2 separate regions of the Mus musculus genome follow, and region 2 is linked to region 1. Evidence: chromatin contacts called from public Hi-C data. All regions are on one chromosome and are shown on one strand. Each heading gives the region's core, a stretch centred on a gene start, on an enhancer-like site or on the middle of the called end of the contact. The rest is flanking DNA. Distances are from core to core; before and after follow the strand shown. Region 1 overlaps Gm33720 (a long non-coding RNA gene). Region 2 holds the start of Wnt11 (wingless-type MMTV integration site family, member 11).

What was found. A called contact is a pair of places that touch in the nucleus more often than the background predicts.
Region 2: a Hi-C map of bone marrow-derived macrophages shows a contact between it and region 1, with 59 read pairs. The contact joins the promoter of Wnt11 here to the enhancer-like site in region 1. A contact is called at or near these places in 18 of 39 promoter capture datasets (the 3T3-L1 cell line, the C10 cell line, the HPC-7 cell line and 12 more), 2 of 15 datasets of contacts at CTCF or cohesin (embryonic stem cells and pro-B cells), 44 of 484 Hi-C or Micro-C datasets (B cells, the BV-2 cell line, the C2C12 cell line and 30 more), 25 of 115 datasets of contacts at active chromatin or transcription factors (Th17 cells, bone marrow-derived dendritic cells, bone marrow-derived macrophages and 14 more) and 3 of 9 other capture datasets (adipose tissue, liver and pancreatic islet).

Annotation. Positions count from the first base shown.
Region 1 is chr7:98,767,757-98,771,456 of GRCm38.p6, reverse strand. It overlaps Gm33720 (a long non-coding RNA gene), which reads right to left. Exons shown (of 3, transcript XR_378355.1): 2 at 2,146-2,226; 3 at 1,616-1,730. Among named protein-coding and RNA genes, the nearest start is that of Gm33720, 6.6 kb to the right of the region's middle. Within about 2 kb of position 1,861, at least 67 of the 459 cell types and tissues checked have an H3K27ac peak or open chromatin away from gene starts, as enhancers often do. A contact at or near this core is called in CD8 T cells, the HPC-7 cell line, Th17 cells and 9 more, where this site is marked.
Region 2 is chr7:98,837,019-98,840,718 of GRCm38.p6, reverse strand. Wnt11 (wingless-type MMTV integration site family, member 11) reads right to left here and starts at 1,874. Exons shown (of 5, transcript NM_009519.2): 1 at 1,529-1,874. The coding sequence starts at 1,611.

The DNA.
Region 1 (3,700 bases), core at 612-3,111:
CCCAGTGAGAAGGAACCAGGACAAGACTAGCCAAGCGACTGCTGAAAGGGAATATGGCTGGGGAGAGATCTCAGTTAGCAGAGGCTGAGGGGCCTCCCGGGGTGCCCTGCACTTGGACAGGAAACAGAAACCAGGAACCAGTGGCACACTTTCAGGGTGGAAACGTTCTTTGTCCTGAAGTGACTGGCCTTCCGGGTCCAGGGGGTTGAGGGAAGAGTGTCCAAAGAGGAGATCCGTGGGACAAGAACAAGATGAAACAGGGGAAATCAGGAGAGAAGTTAGTTTCCTAATTTAGTAATTTAAGAACTCAATTAAGGACTCAAAATGGAAGATCAAGGACAATTTTCTTAGAGTTTATAGCAAAAACCCCATGGCTGGCAAGCTGTAACCCCCCACAACTGCCCAGAGGGTAGGAATGGAGAGGGGAAGAGAAAAGGCCACACGACGTAAGCTGGTAGGGAGGTCAGATACATGGCAGACAGGCAGCCCCATGGTGGCAGAGAGGCTTTAAACAAAGAGGAAGGAAGGCAGAAATGTTGGAGGGAAAGCCTAAAAAGAAACAATGCTTAGAAAAGAGGTGGAAAGGAGAAGAGAAGTTACACTTTTCTGAATGATTCGGAAAATGGGCAGACATAGATGCTATATGGCTGTTGTTTCTGCTTACATGGACGGTGTCCTGGGACTCAGAAGCCCAGGAACCACAGAGCTCTGAGAGGAAGTTTCCTCAGCAGAGGCGCTGCTGCCCCCAGCTGAGCTGAGACGCTTAGGAGCCTCAGCTCCGCTCAGCTCAGCGACTTCTCTTCCTCCTTCCCTTCTTTGCCTCATTGTTTCTTGTCTTCTTCTGACAAGAGAGTCACACCAGGCAGCAAATTTCATAAAAAGAGATTTATTGGAGGGTCTAGGGTGTACTGGAACACTGCCCCACCTCAGAGGTGGGTGGCTCCTCGGCTCCTGTGTCTCAGAGCCCAGGAGTGGTTGCCTATGGGAGGGGCCTGGCTGCTGGAGCTCCTCCGGTTGGGGGTGGGGGAGGGTGCTAGCCACTTTCCTGCTTTGAGGATTTGCAACCTTTACAAAGGATACAAAGTTTACAAAGTATATTAACATTTACAAAGGGAGTCCACAGCAGGGAAACCCTTTCCTCACACTTGAGTGGTTTGAATATCCAACAGCTATAGCCCCTTGGCTACTACACTAATGGTGGCTTGGGTTGTGGTAGCAAAGGTACCTATCTCATTAAAGAACTAGTTATTCCATCTATCTCTTTAGCATAGCTTAAGGTGAGCCCCCCCCCCGGCCCCACCCCACCCCCTTCTCAGGGGTGGTCCCTTGGCTAAATTGAAGGACTTGGCCTAACTGAAATGTTCCGTATCCACCTAAGCCAGATACTCTAGTCTTTTGACCAGAAGGAATTCTAAATGCTAAAATAGGGGTATGTTTTACAGGGGGAATCAGGACGCCCTTTGAGCTTCTTAGTTTCCTTAGTAATTTAAGAAAGGACTCAAAATGGAAGCTCAAGGACAATTTTCTTAGAGTTTATAGCAAAAACCCTAGCTTGTGGACTGACTGTGATAAACCCATGCCCCTGGGCCTCAGTGTGTCTGTCTGTGAAATGGTGTCATAATTTCCCCGAAGCTCTTCCCATATGGCTTCTGGGCAGTTCCAATTATGAGGGAAGGAGCTCCAGACGTCCTCTGATGTCCCAGCATCCTCCTGGGTTTGGTGCCTGGGTTCTGTGGAGAAAAGGGGGGGGGGGGCTCTCATTTATTCTGTGGTCTCAATGAATCACCTGCACTCAGGCAGGGCCTTACCCAGCCTGCCCCTCTCTGCCCTGCCCTGTCTATCTGAGAAACAGTTCCCCTGGGTCCCCATTGTTCTCAGCCCTTCCCCAGATCACACTCCTAATCCAAGTTCTGGGGACAATGCACATTCCATTCCAGGGAGGCTGGAGCCCCCACCTCTGCCCAGTCTCCTTCAGAGAGGCAGTGGAGCTGGGATCTGTCCCTGAGGAAGGGCCAAGCTACCTGCCTCTCCCACCTCTCCCAGCTCAGGGCCTCTGAAGCTCTTCCAGCTGGCCCTGAAGAGGGCCTGTGTTTCTGGATGCCTTGGCCAGGCCAGGCCTCAATAGGGGGATTCGGCTCCACTCACCTGGACTTGGGCCAGGCTCTTCAGCAGACAGGCTGGGCAGTTCCATATAGCAGTTGCCCTCTTGGGACTTCAGTTCCTACTCTGTGGAGGAAGGTGGAGACAGCTGAGTGTGGTCATGAGCAAACCATAAGCTTTGCCCTCTGGGCCCCTAGGTGCTACTCTTGACTTTGTGGGCCACTGGGCTGCTTCTAGTCCCCTCTGCCACAGAGGATGGTGCCAGCACTTGCCTCTCAGGTGGTGTAAGGTTAGGCGAGCTGGAAAGATACTCCACTGTTATTGACTGTAGGACTGCATCTCCCTGAAGTCACTTGGTGGTCCATGTAATCACCAATGTGATCGAAGGCGGAGCTTTTGGAAGTGATTATTAATGTCATGGGTGGAGCCCTCGTGATGAAATTAGTGCCCCTTTAGGAAGAGACGTTTGGGCCCAGGAGAGGGCTCATTGGGTAAGGGTGCTGTCTGTCAAGCCTGATAATCTGAATTCTTCTGAGAGATGTCCTCTGACCTCCACATGCCTGCCATGGCATTCTGACCCATCTTCCCTAAACACACACACACACACACACACACACACACACACACACACACACACACACACAAATACATGTAAAAAAATAAAAATAAGAAATGGGAATGCCTGTTTCCTTTCTGTTTTCCATCACGTGACACACTGCAAATGGCTGTGTTTGAGCCAGCAGGAGGCCTTCAGTGGTCATGCATCTGCTTGTGCCTTGACCTAGGACTTCTAGTCAGTATCCAGGAAAATGTCCATTGGTACTAAGTGCTGTGGCATGCGCCTGTACTCTCTACTCTGGAGGCAGAGGCAGGAGGGATGCTGCAAAGTTGAAGCCAGCCTGGTCTACATAGGGAGTTACAGGCTAGCCAGGGCGGCATACTGAGACCCTCTCTCAAAACATCCAAATCAAACAAGCACAACTCCAAAACAAAACAACACAAAACAAAACAAAAGCCACACAACAGCAAAACCGACCAAACAACAACAAATACACAGGGTCAACTACTTCTGTGGAATCACGTTAGAGTGGTCCAAACTCAGACCCACAGAGACGTCTAGGTGTGCCACCCACGTGGCACGTGGCTGTCTAGTAATCACCCACATACCCACATACACCAGCTCTGGAGCCCCCAACTTCAGCCCCTTTTTGCCTGGGACAGACATCTAGCTTCACTGTTAAGCAGAAGGGATGGGTGATGGAATAGAGGGTGGTAATAGAGGGTGCCTTAGGGCAGCTGTCCTGAGCCTGGGACCACCTGTTCCAGCCTCCCAGGGGGATGCAATGACCTTCCCTCCCCTACCAGCTTTGATCTGTGGGGTCCCTAAGGTGATGAAAGCAGTTTGGGTCTCCTCTCCCCTCAGTTTATCCCACGACGTCCTCTCAGGGACAGAATCTCTGTCAGAAAGCCCTTTCAGGGATATGATTTTCAACATTCCAGATGGAGCAACCCTTATGTTGTGGTGACCCCTTCTTTGCTACTTCATAATTATAATTTTGGTAGTTATGAATCATAATGTAAATATCTGGTGCAGGATATC
Region 2 (3,700 bases), core at 625-3,124, 69 kb before region 1:
CTGGGGGATGTCTTGAGTGCAGACTCTGAGCTGTGCCCATGTGTGTCAAGGCTTAGACGTAGTAGAGCAAAACTGGGTGTTGCTCTCAGCCGGCCTCGTACCCCACCCCATCCCCAGCACACGCCAGCTTGGGACTGTGTGTGTCACATGAATCCTTAGAACCTCAGGACGCCCTTTGTAGGGCAGATAAAGAGAGATGAGAGTTGTGTCCCCAGGACTCTATAAACAAAACAAGTCACCCAAGCTTGGTGCTAGGCCATGAAGGCCCCTGTAGCTCTCAGCAACCCCTTCCTTCTCTTCACCTCATCCCCTGGTCTGTAAAGCAATGGCTGAAGGGGCTTCTCTCACTGACTTGTGCCCAGCCCAATAAGCAAGAGTGCCTGACAGCAGCAGGAGGAGGTTCGAAGGAGCCTGGCCCAGGACAGACCCCCTTTCTTGTAAACCAGAAGTACAAGAAGATGGGATTTCCCTCCCGAATTATTTAATCAAGAACTCAGCACCAGAAAAGGCTGGACCAGGAACCTCCAGTTTTCCAGAGGTTCAGTGTGTTGCAGTAATTCCTTCTTCAAAGCGAATTCCTGGACCGACCCTCTTCAGTGCCCATAATCTATCAATCCCTTGTTTGATCTGCAGGCTCCCTAACCATGACCTGAGCAAGGCAGACACATTCCTGTTCTTGACTCTCCCACTCCGGGCACTGTACTCTGAGAGTGTCCTCCATATCTCCTACCTGCCAAACTCCTCACTTGTGCAGCCAAAAGTGGCAGCCTCTAGAAAATCTCTGTAACCCTCATGGGTGACCCAACCAGGCTGCCCTCCTCCGAGCCCCGGAGCCTCCACTCTTACAACCCCTGGAAAGTTATTTACAGCCCGGGCTTATCTCTCCCAGCCCAGGGACAGATCCTTCAGGAAGGGGCTGCCTTTCCCCATATCCCACTCCTTTCACACTGCCTACGGCAGCCACCACAGGAGGAACTAGCACTGCACGAGGAAACCAGGAAAATTGCCCCCAGCGACCATTTATCCTTCCAGGACATCCCTTAGCTTCGGACCTTCAGCAGCTCTTTAGGGAGTCTCCAATCAGATCCCAAGGAGCCGGTACTAACTATCCTTCTGACAGACCGAGTACTCGGAGGCCCCAGAAGGTGACACTTCCCCCAAGGTCCCCAGGTGGAAGGGGTCAAAACTCTCTTAGCAGACCTCCTGGAGGCTGACAGGCCATGATCCCGAACTGGACCCTGTGTCCTGAACTGAGCAGACTCTCTCTGAGTTGTGCCACTTGGAGAGGATGTTTCCCTAGTCCCTCACTGGCCTTTGAGCAACCCTGGCCTGGATGAGAAAATCCGCTCACCCACTTCGCAAGCCCGCGGAGGGTAAGAACAGCATATCACAGAAGAAGTCGCCGAGCTAAGAACGGCTCGCCCACGACGCCCAAGCCAACTTAGCCTCGCAGATTTTGGTGGGCTCACCCAACCTCTCCAGCTTCTCGCCCAATGGCCCATTGGAGTGAAAACGGAGTCCTACTTACAGCCACTTGATGCCATAGCACACGCCGGTGTGGAGCGCCAAGGCAAAGAGCAGAGCCTCGCAGACCTGCGGCCGCGCCCTCATCGTCGCGCGCGCCCGGCGCTCCCGGGGGTCGCACCCTGCAGGAGCCGCACCGAACTCCGCCGCCTGCAGGCCACCGCTGCTGTTCCTGCGCGCACGCCGCCTGCAATCACGGAGAACAGGGCGGCGGGTTAAGGCGGCGCGCGGGCTGGGAGGCGTTTTATTCAAATTACAAAGGAGGGGTCGGGCCGGGGAGGCTGAGCGAGGAAGGAGTCCGCTCTCTCCCCGAACCGCCCGAGACCCGCCGGCGTCAGGCTCGGATTAGGTGAGACCCTAGCGCGGCCGAGGGCGTGTCGCCCAGGGCAGATCAGGGTTGAGCGGCCCAGGAAGGACAGGGTGAAGCAGATAGGAGGTTCTCGGGAGACCCAGCAGAGAGTCTGGAGAGGACCGCAAGGAGGAGACCCCACCACCAGCAGCAGCGCGAAAACCAACTGACGTAGCGACCGCAAGGAGAGGAACTGATCCGGAATATGATTTAGGCTCCTATACTAATCCACGATATCGATTATTAGTTATTGCAGCTTTAATGAGTCTACAGTTTATTCATCTGCGAATGGGGTGATCTGAGCAGAATTCTCCTTTTACAGAGAACAGTCTCCCAGTGTAGCCAGCCATCTTTACTCCTCTCAGACCTGTGATGGGTATTGTCACTCCATCCATCTCAGATGAGGAAACCGAGGCCCAGAGATGTGGAAACATCTGTTCAGTTAGTTGTTAGGCTGTTCAGTTAGTGAGCACCCGTCTGGTGCTGGGCTGTTGAGCTATTTTGTCTACCTGTGCCGGGTAAGCTAAGGGCAGGGAGAACACAGAAGACGGTGCTATTTCTGGGCACCTACTTTCCAGTAAGGGAAGGGGAAACTGCAAAAATGGGGTGGAGGTGGGTGCTCTTTACACACTGAGGCATCTCCAGCGCCTGAAGAGCTACTTCAGACTTGCCACTTCAGTGCCTCGGTCCGGACGAGGCAGCGCCAAAGCTCCCTAGCAGAGCAGGGAAGCTCCAGGCCTGCAAGAGGTTGATTCTGGGACCGCCAGGCGGCGAGCTAGGGCCGCGGAGGAGCCGCCACCCCGCCCGCTTGCAGCCTGCGGAGCTGCTTTCTGAGGCTTGACTCCCTTCTCATCATTCTCACCTCATTAACTCCCTTCCAGGCTTCTCCCAAATTTACCAACACCTGGCATTCGCCCCGAGTCATACACAGCCCCTCTCCTCTCTGGAGCAGCAAGGACAAAGGGATTCCTTCCAAAAGGGTCTACAGAGTCTGAGGAAGGAGGTGCCAGACTTGGGGGGGGGGGGGTCTCTGGAACAGGGAAGAGCGGTTCTCATCTGGCTCTGTGAGTTTGGGCAATTCCTCAACCACCCCAGCCTAAGTTTTCCCTTTTATTAAAAAGCAAAGACCTGGACTCCAGCTTTCTGATCTTCGTCTGATCTTCTCTCTGTATCCGCTATTATTATACATACCTGTGTAGCCTATGCACGCCTGTGTGTTTCAAATGTACAGGCTTGAACACACACACACACACACACACACACACACACACACGTTTGAAACGTCATAGTTTTCTGGGGCCTTCTGGCAGAATCCAGAGGAATTCAAGCAGAAAACCTTGAATTACCCCCCCCCCTTCACAGAGTCCCCCAAGTCTGAAATGCTTGGCACAAACACGACTCCAAGCTGGGGTCTCAACGGGATTTTTGGTGCAGTCCGAATCTTCCTCTTACCTCTTCCGTATCCAGATCTTTCCCTCCCTGTTGGAAGTTTGCACACTTCCCCCAAATCAGAAAAATGTCTGCAGGATCAGATCGCAGAGGAGGGGGGGGGCCTCAAAACACCAGTCATTGTCTCTTTGTTCCCACTTAAAGTGTGGGATCCCCGAAGGCACCCAGAGTTTCTAAGTGGGAAGGGATCGCTAAGTCGCAGAAGGAATCTCAAGGACTTACACCGGGGTATCAATATACGACTCCCAGTGAGAGGAAGGGTGGCCCAAACCGCACAGCAGTCGGTCGGGGACCCAGGCCTCCAGCTATTCCCTGCTCTTCCCAGCAGCTCCAGAGGCCCTAGACTTCTCCTTCCGTCACCCCGGCGCGTTGCTTAAA